Linked DNA regions of Sus scrofa: region 2 is linked to region 1. Evidence: chromatin contacts called from public Hi-C data. All regions are on one chromosome and are shown on one strand. Each heading gives the region's core, a stretch centred on a gene start, on an enhancer-like site or on the middle of the called end of the contact. The rest is flanking DNA. Distances are from core to core; before and after follow the strand shown. Region 1 holds the start of CDKN2D (cyclin-dependent kinase 4 inhibitor D). Region 2 holds the start of ILF3 (interleukin enhancer-binding factor 3).

Region 1 (7,600 bases), core at 1,994-4,493:
TAAGGCAGCCTGGCTTCCTGGCATGATGGGGACAAGGAGATGAAGGGGATGGTCTTGGGGCTTTGATACATTCTGTCTCAGAGGGTGCCAGACCTCAAAAGGCTTGGCTACAGGTCTACCCCATCTTTGTCAGTGTGCCACCCTTGGCCTCAGTTTGCCTGTCTTTATTTTATTTTTTGCTTTTTAGGGCCGCACCCGCAGCATATAGAGGTCCCCAGGCTAGGGGTCAAATTAGAGCTACAGTTGCCGGCCTATGCCACAGCCACAGCCACATAGGATCTGAGCTTCATCTGCGACCTACACCACAGCTCATGGCAATGCCAGATCCTTAACCCACTGAGCGAGGCCAGGGATCAAACCCATAACCTAATGGTCCCTAGTCAGATTCATTTCCACTGCGCCACGAGGGGAACTCCTGCCTGTCTTTAAAATGGGGACAGGGAGTTCCCTTGTAGCTTAGTGGGTTAAGTATCCAGTGTTATCATTGCTGTGGCTCTGGTTATAGTTGTGACGCAAGTTCAATCCCTGGCCTAGGAACTTCTGCATGCCACAGGCATGGCCAAAAAAATTTTTTTTTTTTTTTTTTGTCTTTTGTCTTTTTGTTGTTGTTGTTGCTATTTCTTGGGCCGCTCCCATGGCATATGGAGGTTCCCAGGCTAGGGGTTGAATCGGAGCTGTAGCCACCGGCCTACGCCAGAGCCACAGCAACGCGGGATCCGAGCCACGTCTGCAACCTACACCACAGCTCACGGCAACGCCAGATCCTTAACCCACTGAGCGAGGGCAGGGACCGAACCCGCAACCTCATGGTTCCTAGTCGGATTCGTTAACCACTGCGCCACGACGGGAACTCCAACCAAAAAAATTTTTAAAAAATGGGTTAAGGGTCCAGCATTGTTGCTGCAGCTGTGGCTTAGGTCACAACTGTGGCTCAGACCTGATCCCTAGCCTGGGAACTCCATATGCCGCTGGGCAGCCAAAAAAGAAAAAAAAAAAAAAAAAACGGGGCGGGGGATTTGCCATTTCTAGGGTTGTGATGATAGGTTTTGGATGAGGAGCTGAACACATAGCAGTGCCATGTACTGCCTGGAAACAGGCTTGTTGCTGTGGTTACTGTCCCTGTCCCTTTTTTTTTTTTAGGACTGTACTGAGGCGTATAGAGGTTCCCGGGCTAGGGGTCAGATTGGAGCTGTAGCTGCCAGCCTACACCACAGCCACAGCAACTCATGATCTGAGCCACATCTGTGACCTACACCCCAGCTCATGGCAATGCCGGATCCTTAACCCAATGAGCGAGGCCAGGGATTGAACCTGCATCCTCATGTATCCTAGTTGGGTTCATTACTGCTAAGCCATGATGGGAACTCCTGGTTACTGTTCCTGTGTTTGAGCCCATCCTTAGCCTTGTTAAATATGCAGCTAATCATGAATAGTGGGGAAGGGGATGGATTTCAGGATGGGTGGGGGGCTGTCTTTCTGCCTTCTTTCCCTAGTTCTGAGATGGTCCCCACTCATTGTTTCCCTGCAGATTATCAACTTCGTACCAGTTAGAAGGGAGAAGAGGTGGGGGCTTGACCATGGGCCACCCTCTCCCCAGGCCCCCGACTGAAGACTCTATAGAGAGAGGGAGGCACGATGGCGTGCATGTCTGTGTGTGAGGGCAGCGTCTGAATTGGCAGTTTCCTGCTCTCAGCACCAGGATCGCTCCCAGCCTTTTCTTTTACACATAGGCTGGGCGGGGTGGTTTCCCTGTCTCCAGGCTCCTGCCCCTCCCCACCTCCAATTTTATATGAAGAAATAGAAGAGGGGCTTGAAGTCCCCCTCGTGAGTGCCTTCTTGCAGTGACCTGCCTTAGGAGGTGGGGGGAGGGTGCCCCTCCTCCACAGTTGCTGAGCCCAGAGGCCCTGCTGACCCATTCTGAGTTTTAGGATGGCATTAAAAAAATTAATCTAGCTGCTGTGTATGTGCTTTTTGGCTGGGGGCTGGGGATGCCAGCCATGTACCTGAAGTGCTGGGATAAGAGTAGGTAACACATATCCATTTCTCAGCCCCGGTCATTGCTCATCTAGGCCCTCTCTGTTGCCTCCGTCCACTTTGGTCCCCTGGCTCAGGGCTCCCCTCCCCGACGAGAGCCAGTTCCCCTCATCGCCGCCAGAGGGCACCTGTTAACTCCTAAATCAGATCGTGGGTCCTGTGCGCAGAACCCTCCCAGGGTTCCATTCTTTTTAAAAAGTAAAAGTCAAGTGCTTACCGCAGCCCACAAGACCAAAGTGCATTATCCCTCCCTCCCACTCTCTCCCTCTATACCTCACTCTTCCTGTACTTACTGGGCACTCTCTCACCTCAGGGCCTTCGCATCTGTAGCGCCTCCACCTGGCGTATTTTTCCCCAGAAATCCACATGGCTTTTTCCCTTAATTTTCAGGTCAAACCAAATGTTACCTCCTCAGGGTGGCCCTTTCTGACCTCTCAATTTCAAAGGCCTTCCTTTCCCAAAAAAGGAATTACTTAATGCCGTTTTATCAGTATACTCTGAAAATATTTAATTTTCGATTTATCCAGCCCTAAACGGTCGGCGTCCTGAAGCAGGAAGTACTCGGCTTGCTCTCCACTTCGGCACCTATTATACAGTAGGTGCTCAGTAAATGTTTGAAGGCCTCTATTGAGAGCCTCCGACCGCGACTTTTGCCTCGCTCCTCATCCACGTTGCAGCTGTAGCGTGAAATTTCCTCCACGCCCTTGAACTTGAATGCGATTCCTTCCTCATCCATTCCATTTCCACGTTGTTTTCTTCACGCTGCTTACCGCTAAATTTATGTGCTTGAATGTACGCTCCCCAACGCGAGGAAGGGTTCCTGCACAGAGTAAATTAATTAAATAAAGCGCTCAGCGTACAATAAGAGCTAATAAATACTTAATCTTGTAATTGAACGGGAGAATCCCGAACTGGGCGGCCCCAGCCCTGCTTTCCTTCCCCCGAAGGTGCCGAGGCCCTGGAGCAGCCCGCGCTACCCTACCCTGACCTTTAATCCCCCGGGTCAGTTAAACAGGCCCTCTTTCCCGCCCGCCCGGCGCGTTTGAAAAACTGAAAACCCCGCCATTGCCGGCGGTTCACCGGTCGCCGAAGCTCGCCCAATCAGCAACGGCTCCGCCCCCTCTGGAGCGCAAAGCCCCCCTGACGACGCGTGGCCATTGGCTGTGCTGGCCGCGAGGGCGGGACACTACAGGGTCGCGAGCCGGGCAATGCTGCTGGGCTACAACGTAGCAAGTTCATAAGAAAACAAATCCGCGGCGCTCGGGGGCGGGGCCCCGAGCGTGGTGGCTCCGCCCCCTGGCGGCCGGCTCGGCTACTGCGGCCGCGGAGTCGGTTCAGAACAGACCCCGCCCGTCGAGGAGGAGGGAGGGTGAGTTGGGGGAGACCCGGCCCCTAAGGGGCGGGCGCCGGCAGGCCCCTGTGGGCAGCGGAGGGTTGGGCCGGGCTCTCAACCCCTCGCTACCCACCGGCTGACAGGGGGAGGAGCCAGCTGGGAGGGCGGGGGTCGCGTCGGAGCCCCGGACTAGCGAGTGGGACCGGGATCCTAGCGCAGGCCGGGGACGCGACTGGAAGGCTGTTAGGGCCATCGCCGCTGGGCTCCCCCGCACTGACCGCACCGGGGTGGGGCGAGGGGCTTCGCAGGCCGCCAGTATCGATATGCTGCTAGAGGAGGTCTGCGCCGGCGACCGGCTGAGCGGAGCGGCGGCCCGGGGCGACGTGCAGGAGGTGCGCCGCCTTCTGCACCGCGAACTGGTGCACCCCGACGTCCTGAACCGCTTTGGCAAGACGGCGCTGCAGGTGAGGCCCGGCCGGCCCCGCAGCGAGGGCGAGGCGGGGAGTGGGCCGAGGACCGAGACCCCAGACCCCTTCCCTCTCGTCTCCTGTCCCCGGTGGCCAACTGGGGTCTGTTCCTTCATCTCTGGGCTGACTTTGCTCCCTGATGTCCCCTTTCTTAGGTGGGTGGTGGATGGGGTTAGGTTGGGGGAGGGGAAGGCTTTCCATCTTTGGAGAATTCCTTGTTCTCTGATTGCGGAGGATTCAGTTTCCCAGGAGAAGTTCTTATTCCTTGGGTAAGGGTTCAGCTTCTTTGAATCCCGGTTTCATGGGGACAGCTTCGGTTTCTTGGAGCTTCCATGGAGGATCCGATCTCTGGAAGGAGGGATTCATGTTTCCAGGGCGTCCCCATCATCTGGGGTGGGGGAGGTAGTTTCTCTGAGAGGTATCCAGCTTCGGGTGGGGGTGTCTCCCTGAGGTCTCCATTCCCTGGGGATTTTCATATTGGTATATTATGGGGGAGGATCCCAATAAGGGAGTACATGGGAATCCCTATTCCCTTGGCATTTACAAAATAGGAATCCCATTTTTTGAAGGGGTCAGGTACCTTGTGGAGCATCCCCATTATTTGGGAGGGGGACATTCCTTGGAGAAGGAGTTTCAAATTCCCTGGGCCTCTCCTTTCCCTTGATGGGGGTGTTCTCATCCTCTGCGGGTCTGTTTCCTGGTGGGGGTTTCATATTTCCTGATGATTTCCCATATGTGGAGAGAAGTGTCTCAGGTTCCTTGGGGGAGGGTCTTAGGTTCCTTGAAAGTTTCCTTGGGGGCTCTTCCCTAGGGGATGTATTATCCTGGGGGTGATCAGTTTTTTGAGGGTTCTTGTTCTCAGGAGATCTTGTTCTGCCTGGGAGCTTATATTCCCCCAAATTTCTCATTCTCTAGAGGACCTTGTCTCTGGCATTCTCTACTCCTGAATGACCCTTTTCTCCAGTCCCCCATTTTCCTGGGCCTCCTCCTTTGAGGACCCCCTGACCCTCTGCCCCCAACAGGTCATGATGTTTGGCAGCCCCACCATCGCCCAGGAGCTCCTGAAACAAGGTGCCAGCCCCAATGTCCAGGATGCTTCCGGCACCACTCCGGCCCACGATGCAGCCCGTACTGGATTCCTTGACACCCTGAAAGTGTTGGTAGAGCACGGCGCTGATGTCAATGCACCTGATGGCACCGGGGCACTCCCCATTCATCTGGCTGTGAGAGAGGGCCACACCTCTGTGGTCAGCTTCCTGGCTGCTGAATCTGATCTCCATCACAGGGACGCCAGGGGGCTTACACCCCTGGAGCTGGCAAGGGGGAGAGGTGCTCAGGATCTCATGGACATACTACAGCGGCACACAGTGGCACCACTGTGACCTGGGGCCACCCAGTCCAGCAACAGGACCCGGCTGGGTTCTGTGTCAGAAGAGAAGGGAAGAAACACTTTCTCCCTTAGCTCCTCCTGCCCACTGCCGAGGGGCACAAGTTTGTGGCTTGTTGGTGTTGATTTCTGGGGTGTGTGTGTTTGAGGTGCATTTCTCATTTTTTTTCCTCTCACCCCTTTTGGTGTATTGGGCAGAGAAGGGCTCCTGCAGGCAACAGCCACCTAAACGGTTCAGTTTCCTCCACCCCCCAGACTGCTGGGACTACAGACAAGTCCCAAGGGCAGAGCGTTTAAAGCCCTAGCTCCAGAGTGAGGTCATTCCTTCCAAGGCTCCTGGAACCTGTCGACCTTGGCCAGCTATACCCAGAGCTAGACCTCAAGTGTGCACACTGCTTTCGGGCATGGGGGAGGGGGGTGTTCCAAATCAGTAAAAGGGTAGTATGAGTTCATTCATATTTTGTTTAAAAGCTTGTTTTCCAGTCCCTTGTACAGCGTTAACACATTCTATTTATTAAGCTTTATGGAAAAAATTGTTGTGTGTGTAATTTAATGTTTTTACCCATTAAATTAAGACTTGTGCATGATCATAGCGCCAGTGGCTTCTGATTTTTGAGGCTGCGATGGAGAGTCGTGCATTCAGGATGTTTGTGGGGGTGGGCACCCAGGTCGCGGATCGTGGGTCCTTTGGCGGAGGGGCGAGAGTGGTAATTCCCAGGGCGCAAGGGGTGAGTGAGCTGGGTGGGGCAGCGGTTTGCGCTGTCGGAACGGAAGGGAGGCAGGAAACCGCGAGTGGAGAAAGGGCCCCCAGATGTCAGCTGGGTGCCGGGAGCCCTGGGGGTGGGGGAGTGGGGTGGGCGGTGGCCGTAGCCTTCCCTGCAGAGGCGTGGCCCATGGGTGGGGACTGCCGTCACAGGGCTTGGGATCCCGGAAGGGCCAGGGGCTGGGTTAAGTGCCGTCCACGAGGCTCCGCCCCATTTAAAGCTAGCTTGCTAGGGAGTAGCCCCGCCCCCTGGGGCGCCCTCCGTACGCTTGCGCAGTGTGCCCAGAGCCGCCATGCCGGAGCCGCGCGGGTCGTCGCCCCTGCGGGTGAACGCGGCGTTTGCTGCGCGGTACGGCCGCTACCGGGAGCGCGAGGAGCTGCAGCGGCGTGAGTGCGGGGCGCATGCGCGCGGGGCGCCGGCGCATGCCGGGCGGTCAGGAAGTGGGCTTGATCTGGTCCCCCAGGCTGACCTGAGGGCTCCTATCTGTGCCCCACAGTCAAAGATCGCTACGGAGACCAGGACGGCAGTGGCGACTCCAGCTCCGAGTCTGACTCCAGCGATGAGCGCGTGGTGAGCTTACCCGCTTCCGTCCTGAACTTGGGGAGGCTTCCAAGCACACCATCCTTGCCCGGCTTATAGGGAGCTGCTTACCCTCATCACCAGCGCGCCGAGGGGAGCTTTCAACTCCCGCCCTTCATTCCCTTGAGAGCCAGACAGCGTCCTCCCCATCCCCAGGGGGTGGCCAGATTCCCCCTACCTCCCCCTTCTCACCTCGGAGCTCCTGGCCCATCTTGATCTGTGAGGTGTAAACTGTCTGTCCACCTTTTTGTCCCTAACAGTCTAACCCTTTCTCAACGCCTGCCGCTCTCCCCAAAGTGGGGCATCCCTCTGCCACATGGGGCACCCACCTTTTCCCCATAGCAGCCCTGATCTTCCCAGTCTCCCTGAGTGGTCCAGCCCTTTCTCTCCATTCTTCCTGTGCCCTTTCTGCCCACCTAGCCCCGTGTCCTGAATCCCTTACTGATGCCAGGAAGTAACCTCTCCTTACCCACTACTTCCATTTCATATCCTGTACATATCCTATGTGTGGACCACCCCCAAGACGGCCCCTCTCCCTCCTCCACCCGTTTGCCCCCCTCTTCCACTCAGATCCAGACCTCCACCCCCCACCTGCCTCTCTAGCCAGATTCCCCTTCCTGCTTCTTAATATATGCCCCTCCCCCACCCTAATTCCCACACCCTCTCAGCCCACCTACCCCTGGTGCCCTCATCACCAGGTGCCTCCTTCTGAAATCTGTCTCCACCTCTTTTCCTGCCCTAGGAATTTGACCCCCAGCAGGAGCGAGACTTTTACAGGACTCTATCCTTGTTGAAGAAGAAGGATCCCCGGATTTACAAGAAAGATGCCACATTCTATCAGAGAACAGGTCTGGGACTGCTCGTTTTTTTGTTTTGTTTTGTTTTGTTTTTGTCTTTTGAGGGTGGGACCGGCAGCATATGGAACTTCCCAGGCTAAGGGTTGAATCAAAGATGTAGCTGCCAGCCTACACCACAGCCACAGCAACTCAGGATCCGAGCCACTTCTGTGGCCTACAGCACAGCTCAGGGCAATGCT
Region 2 (7,600 bases), core at 2,376-4,875, 74 kb before region 1:
AAGGGTTTCTTTTTTAAATGAAACTTTTAATTTTGAGGTATTATAGCTTCTGGTGCAGTTGTAAGAAGTAACAGATCTCCAGTGTACTCTGCCCAGTTTTCATCAATGGTAACATCTTACAAATTTTAATGCAATATCACAACCACAATGCTGATATTGACACAATCAAATACAGACTGCTGCTGTCACAAGGATCCCTCCTGTTGCTTCTGTAGTTGTCACATTGACATTCCAATCGCTCCCCATGCCTAATCCCTAGCAACGATTCCATGTACCGTTTTTTTAAATTTTGACATTCCAAGAATGTTATATGAATGGAATTGTAGAGCACACCTTTCAGGATGGCTTATCTCATGCACCATAATTGCCTCAAGATTCACCCAAACTGTGTGTATTGCTAAGTAGTATTCCATGATAAGGATGTACTACTATACTTTAACCATTCACCCACTAAAGGATATCAAAGTGGGTTTTAATTCTTGGCTAGTATAAATAAATATTAAGTGCCGGTATGATCCATGTGGCCAGGCTAGTCATTTCCTTATTAAGGACAGTTTGACAGCTTTTTTGAATTACGAATACACAGTAAGGATTATTAACCAGCAAAAACTCTAAACGTACAACTAAGAAGAAGCCTGACATGCCATATTCATCGCTTACACACACTCAGATAAAAGGAAGAAATTAGTTCAAAGGCAAGCAGCAGAAAACCAAGTAGCCTGGAAGATTATACCAATGAGACCTGACCCTTCAGCTTAAACTACAATTCTAATGGAAATAATATGAATGGCTGTTTGAAGAAAAATCATCATAAACCTTAAACTGCCAATAGCACCACTTCTCATTAACCACCTAAGATTATAAAAATAATTTGGAGCAAACTTATAGACTAAAAAAGGATGCACATTCAACTGAATATCATCTGTAACTAAATGATCCTTTGTGATCATACATGGACAAGAAAATGACCCTTGGACAGTAAATTCACTCGACGATAAAACTAGTAGCAACACTTTCAATTTCTTCATTACGGGGTTCCTGCCGTGGCTCAGTGGTTAACGAACCTGACTAGTAACCATGAGGTTGCAGTTTGATCCCTGGCCTTGCTCAGTGGCTTAAGGATCTGGTGTTGCCATGAGCTGTGGTGTAGGTCGCAGACCCGGCTCAGATCCCACGTGGCTGCAGCTCCGATTAGACCCCTAGCCTGGAAACCTCCATATGCCTCAGGAGAGGCCCTAGAAAAAAAGGCAAAAAAAAAAAAAAAAAAAGAAAGAAAACTTCTAAAGCTTTTTTCAAAAGTGAGAACATTCTCAACACCCACATCCTGCTAAAGCCTAAAGACAAATATGATGCTGCCTACTGTTTACCCAAGAAAAGAGACTTAAGAGAAGGTTCTTTCCTCATCACTTACTCCACCTGTCCCTACCTGGTGAACTTAACCAGGGGAGCATGAAAACAAGCACTTTATCTGCAACGTCAAAATGTTAGTGCCAGTCTTGCCAATATGGGTTTTTTGACAAAAAAAAAAAAAAAAAAAAAAAAAAAATTAAGGAAAATGATAGCCTTAGATTCCTCACACCCAGGAATATGGGCCCCTAAAAAAATACTCAAGTACTCTAGAAGGAGCCAAAAGAATTTTTACCTACAGGCACTAGCCAAATTCAATCAAGAAAAAAACAAACAAACAAACAAAAAAAAACTACAAATGATCAGGCACCACTCCATTCCAGAAAGAGGGCAATTCCCAAGCTTCCCCAAGCTTCAGGAGGGTAGGGAAACTGATAAATCAGTGCCCAGTGCTGGTAAGGCCAAGCCAGGCTTCAATCAACTCCAGACAATGCTAGGGTCTGCAGAGACTCCAAGGAACCAAGACTGTCCACATGGCCAAGAGACAGCTCACAGGTAAAGACCCCAGGAGTAGGGACAGAGATGGCACCTGTTGGTGCCCTGGAACCCCCCCCATCTCCACCCCAGCTATGAGTGAGCTTCTGATTCCCACACTTCATTCACAGCCTCAGTCAGTGGCTGCTGTAGCTACATCCCAGGAGACCACACATAAAGCACAGGGGCAGCACTGTGAACCAATCCATGGAGATTCCCAACCAGATTTGATCCCTAAAGTCCAGATTTGATCCCTAACTTCAGAAGGCACCTTGTGTTTTTCCATGGACCCCAAATATGCCACCAGACCGCTCATTTTAGAGACATTAGAACGCTAAACAATCATAAAAAGATTCAGAATCACTGAAATACCTGAGTCCAGGAAAAGTAATGATGCTTCCTTGCTGATCTGTCAAGTCCCCTAGGCAGGATGCCAAACAATTTTCAATCAATTTTGGAAATATTGAGAAGAGACGGCTTACTCTCCCCAAGTTTAGACACTGAACTGGGCAAGAGCATGTTGATCCTTAAACATCCCAAATAATATCCCCAGGCGAAGAACTGCCCAGGGCAAAACCTCTAAAGCAACCCCAAGAATCTCAGTCACTCAACAACTTGAGGAAGTAAGCTAGAAAAGAATTTTAAGCGCTCATGTTTGGGTCTCAATCTGGAAGATCACAGGGCACCCAAATATCACATCTGATCACCATTTTGAGGGAGAATCGGGAAAAAATTCAACATCAATGAAACATCTAAAATAAATGAAGTGAAAGCTTAAAATAAACCTTTTAGCAATTCTGGATCCGGATCTGGGGGAGGCCAGCCTAACCAGAGATTTAAAAACCCCATGAACCCACAAAGACCTCCTCTGCAATCCACTTAAGGACGGGGTTCCAGGGAGGGGGTCTGCCTCTCCGCTCCACGAAAAGACAAAGGAGGCGATGTTTCCCGCCTCGAGAACCTGGGACTCTCCTGGAACCCGGGACCGGAATGGGACAAAGAGAAGAGGTGGGGGGGTAGCCCCTGCTCCGCGGGGCAGGATGCTTCCAGTCGGAGGGGGGTGTGTGCTCACCGCACGTGCGCGTGTGCGCGCGTGGCGCCCCAACAGACAAAGCCCGACCCGGGGGAGGCGGCAGCCGGGGGCCCAGTGCGCGCGCACCCCCGCGAGAGGCGCCACCGCCGGCCGAGGGGCCGCGAAGGGGGGGGCGGATGCGCGCGCACCGGGCCCTCGCCGCCGCCGCCATTTTGTCTCCTCGGCACAATGGGGGAGAGTAACGGCCGAGCGCGGGAGGTAGGCTAGCAAAGGAGGAAGGAGCCAGGCACTGGGGCGAGAGAACCAAACGAAAGCAGGGAACACAAGGCGCCTCAGGCCTTATCTCCGCAACTCCTCACCCGAGCCCGCGCTGAGGAGAGAACGGGGGGAGGGGGAAAGGCGGGAGCGGGCCCGGCCGCCGCCACATTGACGCTTACCTCGTCTGGGTCCCTTTCCTCGACAGCAACCACCGCCCTCCGGCCACAGCCCGCCTCGGTCTTCCCCAAAAAGCCACGCGGTACGCACCGGGCTGCTGAGTCCAACTGCAATGGCGAGAAGAGGAGGAGGAGGAGCCGGGGCCGGGGACGAGCTGGCGGGCGGGCGCGCGCTAGGGAGGTGCGGAACCACGTGACCGGGCGGAGCCACGCCCCCTGCCGCCTCGTTACCGCTCGACGCAGGCCCAGCGGGAGAGGCAGGGAGGGAGGAACAGAGAAAAGAAGGCGGGCCCTGGTCACGTGACAGAACCGTAAGACGTTACGTGGCGTCGGGACGTTTTCCTCCTCTTTCCACGCCTTTGCTTGATCATGTGACAGTGGCAAATTCGGAGATCTCCTTGGCCATGTGATAAGGACTTTTGCTCCTTGCCTTTGCGGTATTGGTAGGCCTGTTTCATGTGACAACATTGCCTTTCTTTTTTTCAATTGCGGTTTTTGAGCGGCCATTACCACGTGAGGCCGAGGGAGGGGCGGAGCCTCCCTGGTCTCCTAGTTTATGCGCTTGCGCGGCCGCCATCTTACGCCCGTCGCCAGGAGTACGTTGGCGGAAACGGTCAGAGAGGCTGGCTCTTGAGCGTCCTCATGGTGGCTGGTGTTGCTAGAAGAGGTTCGCTCTGCTACTGAAGCGGTACGGTGGCACTTCCTTCCCACTGCCTGCTTTTTCCACGAGAGGCCGAGCAGACTCGAGCTGTGTGTGTGAGGAAAGGTCGGACAGAACTCCTCGTTGCTGCTTCGGCATCCGGGTCTTTGGTGTTGAAACTTTTTCACGGGTAGCGCCCCGCTAAACTACCCGGCCCGGAGCCTCTGAAGGGCAGAGCCCAGTTGGTCAGAATCTTCCAGTCCCCCATTCACAGATGAAGAAATTGAGGCCCGATCCAGAAAAAGACCCGACTGAAGGCCTCACTGTCTTTTGCGGGAAATCTGGGACTTGGACTGAGACACTTGGCCAGCCACATCTTGGCGGGGAGGTCGGGGTCATAAGTAAAGGCATGGGGGACCGAGCGTCATCACTTTACGATCCTGGTGTTGTTGCATCCTCTTGGGAGCCTCAGATCCTCAGTGTACAATCTATGCCTAAGCTAAGTCCTGCTTTCTTCCAGAATCAGGATCAGTCAGGCGTTGGTAGACAAGTGATAGAGACATTGCTGAGATTCGGAGGCAAGTAGTTCAGGACTTAACGGCCTAAATAAATCTTTTTTGCAGAAGCAGGAATAGTGTAGCTAGTTTAAGAATGCAAGATCCCGAGTTCCCATCTCGGCTCAGTGGAAATTAATCCGACTAGCATCCATGAGGACTCAGGTTTGATCCCTGGCCTCCTCAGTGGGTTAAAGATCCCGAGTTGCCCTGAGCTGCGGTTTAGGTCGCAGAGGGGTCCTGTTCTGGCGTGGCTGTGGCATAGGCCAGTAGCTACAGCTCCGGTTAGACCTTCCTGGGAGCTTCCATATGCCTGGCTGCAACCCTAAAAAAAACCAAAAAAATTTTTAAGAAAATGCAAGATCCAGGGTCGCCCTAAGTTTGGGTCTCTGTATAATCAAGACTAGTGCACCTCCCTGAGCTTCTCTTGCATTATCTACAAAATATGATTTTTTTTTTTCCTTAAAAGCACCTGGTACAATTCTTTGCACAAAACATATGCCCCAATGGAGTTCCTGTTGTGGCGCAGTGGTTAAGGAATCCGACTAGGAACCATGAGGTTGCAGGTTCTATCCCTGCTCTTGCTCAGTGGGTTAACGATCTGGCGTTGCTGTGAGCTGTGGTGTGGGTCACAGACACGGCTCGGATCCCGCGTTGCTGTGGCTCTGGTGCAGGCTGGCAGCCACATCTCCGATTCGACCCCTAGCCTGGGAACCTCCATATGCCGCGGGAGCAGCTCAAGAAATGGCAAGAAGACAAAAAAAAAAAAAAAAAAGCCCCAAGATTATAGTTGGGTTTTTTTTTTTTTTTTTTTTTTTTTTAGATACGGAGTTCCCATCGAGGCGCAGTAGTTAACGAACCCGACTAGAAGTCGTGAAGTTGCGAGTTAGATCCCTGGCCTCGCTCAGTGGGTTAAGGATCTAGCGTTGCCGTAAGCTGTGGTGTAGGTCACAGACGCGGCTCAGATCTGGTGTTGCTGTGGCTGTGCCATAGGCCAGCAGCTGCTCGGATTACACCCCTAGTCTGGGAACCTCCATATGCCGGCGGTGTGGCCCTAGAAAAGACAAAGTAAGGTGTAAAAATGTGGTCACAGATTATCACAGAATGAGTCCATGCTGTCTTACCTATGGCTTCCCAACTTTGTGTGTGTGCTTTTTTAGGGCCACAGTAGCTGCACGCGGAGGTTCCCAGGCTAGGGGACTAATTCCAGCCATAGCCACTGGCCTACCCCACAGCCAGAGCAACACCAGATCTGATCAGCATATGCTACCTACACCACACCTCAAGGCAAACACGGATCCTTAACCCACTGAAAGGAGGCAGGAAGCAAACCCATATCCTCATGGACACTAGTCAGGTTCCTAACCTGCTGGACCACAATAGGAATTCCTCCCTATTAGAGCAGAAAATCAAGAGGCAGGAGGCCAGAGCACTGATATTTCAAGCCGGTTTCATTGATGAACATACTGGCCAGGAGCACTGAGAGAATTCAGCCTCCCTGCTTAGGGAGCAGCTGGTTATAAGAAAAGGGGTAGTTTCCATTTTTATCACAGATTTGTTCTTGGGCTAAGTCAGTATTCAGGGGTTGGGGGAGGCAGTCCCCTTAGCAATGTGAGTAATGGTTTGGGGTAGGGGGTAGAGAGAAGTTGTAAAGAAACATCCCATGACAAGTGACGGGATGTTTAACTGGTCTCCAAGGCAGCTCATTGTTGGGGGAGTGACGCCCTTCTAGATGGTAAGTCTGATTAGAGTTTTGGTGGCACCTAGCAAATCATATCCGATTCCCCACCTAAGACTCCCATCTTTACTTATACTTAAGATCTTGAAACAGTCATCTATTTACACGGTATAAAATGTCAAACATGCAAAAGGATGTGAGAAAACAAAGTCAATTACCTCTTCCAAACACCATCCACCTTGACAGCTGTTGTAAGTTTTTTGTGTACCTCTATAGGATGTTTTATTTCCAGAGGTGCTTAATTATAGTCTTATTGGTATTTTTTCACATTAATAATAGACATTCTACATCTTGCTATTTTTTTGAGATCGTTCTTAAAGCTTGAGATCGAAGAAAGTTTTGGTTAAATTAATGGGACATAAATAAAATTAGCTACGGAATACCCATTATGGCTCAGTGGTAATGAGCCAAATTAGTATCCATAAGGATGGAGTTTCAATGGATCCCTGGACTTCACTAAGTGGGTTAAGGATGTGGTGTTGCTATGAGCTGTGGTGTAGTTTTCAGATGAGGCTTGGATCTGGTGGTGGTATGGCTGTGTTGTAGGCTGGAAGCTGCAGCTCCAACGCCTAGCCTGGGAACTTCCATATGCTGCAAGTGTGGCCCTAAAAAGAAAAAAAAAAAAGAAAAGAAAAGAAAATTTAGATTGTTCAAGGTCACCATAACTCGGCTTTTTTTTTTTTTTTTTTTTTTTAGATGCTTTAAAATATATCAGGGAGTTCCCCTTGTGGTGCAGTGGAAGCAAATCCTAGTAGTAGTTTTGGTAGTCCCAAAGAATCTGTTTTATACTCGAGCAATAATTGTGATGCATAATTATTTTGCAGATAGGCAATCATGGTAAAAATTTTCTTACACCCGATTTCTCAGGAAACACCTGGGGTTCTAATTAAAAAGTGTTCTTGGGAGTTCCCGTCGTGGCGCAGTGGTTAACGAATCCGACTAGGAACCATGAGGTTGCGGGTTCGGTCCCTGCCCTTGCTCAGTGGGTTAACGATCCGGCGTTGCCGTGAGCTGTGGTGTAGGTTGCAGACGCAGCTCGGATCCCACGTTGCTGTGGCTCTGGCATAGGCCGGTGGCTACAGCTCCGATTCAACCCCTAGCCTGGGAACCTCCATATGCCACGGGAGCGGCCCAAAGAAATAGAAAAAAAAAAAAATTGTTCTTGGTATATGAAATAACATTATATAATGTTATGCTTACCACATTTATATAATAATTACATCTGTGGCTTTTGGTTTCGTTTTTTTGTCTTTTTGCCTTTTCTAGGAATGCTTCCGCAGCATATGGAGGTTCCCAGGCTAGGGGTCTAATCGGAGCTGT

The links. Hi-C and Micro-C count contacts between places; a contact is called where the count stands out from the background.
Region 2: a contact with region 1 is called in a Hi-C map of liver, with 2.3 times the contacts expected there. The contact joins the promoter of ILF3 here to the promoter of CDKN2D in region 1. A contact is called at or near these places in 3 of 5 promoter capture datasets (fetal liver, fetal skeletal muscle and skeletal muscle), 17 of 47 Hi-C or Micro-C datasets (alveolar macrophages, blood, embryonic fibroblasts and 7 more) and 2 of 2 datasets of contacts at active chromatin or transcription factors (alveolar macrophages and skeletal muscle).

The regions. Positions count from the first base shown.
Region 1 is chr2:69,335,641-69,343,240 of Sscrofa11.1, reverse strand. CDKN2D (cyclin-dependent kinase 4 inhibitor D) reads left to right here and starts at 3,243. Exons shown (of 3, transcript XM_005654859.2): 1 at 3,243-3,403; 2 at 3,676-3,831; 3 at 4,857-5,813. The coding sequence starts at 3,691. The coding sequence ends at 5,216. KRI1 (protein KRI1 homolog) reads left to right here and starts at 6,137. Exons shown (of 19, transcript XM_013987437.2): 1 at 6,137-6,371; 2 at 6,482-6,555; 3 at 7,307-7,412. The coding sequence starts at 6,278. AP1M2 (AP-1 complex subunit mu-2) reads left to right here. Exons shown (of 11, transcript XM_021083790.1): 11 at 1,529-1,952. The coding sequence ends at 1,551.
Region 2 is chr2:69,409,900-69,417,499 of Sscrofa11.1, reverse strand. It overlaps ILF3 (interleukin enhancer-binding factor 3), which reads right to left and starts at 3,625. Exons shown (of 20, transcript XM_021083797.1): 1 at 3,352-3,625.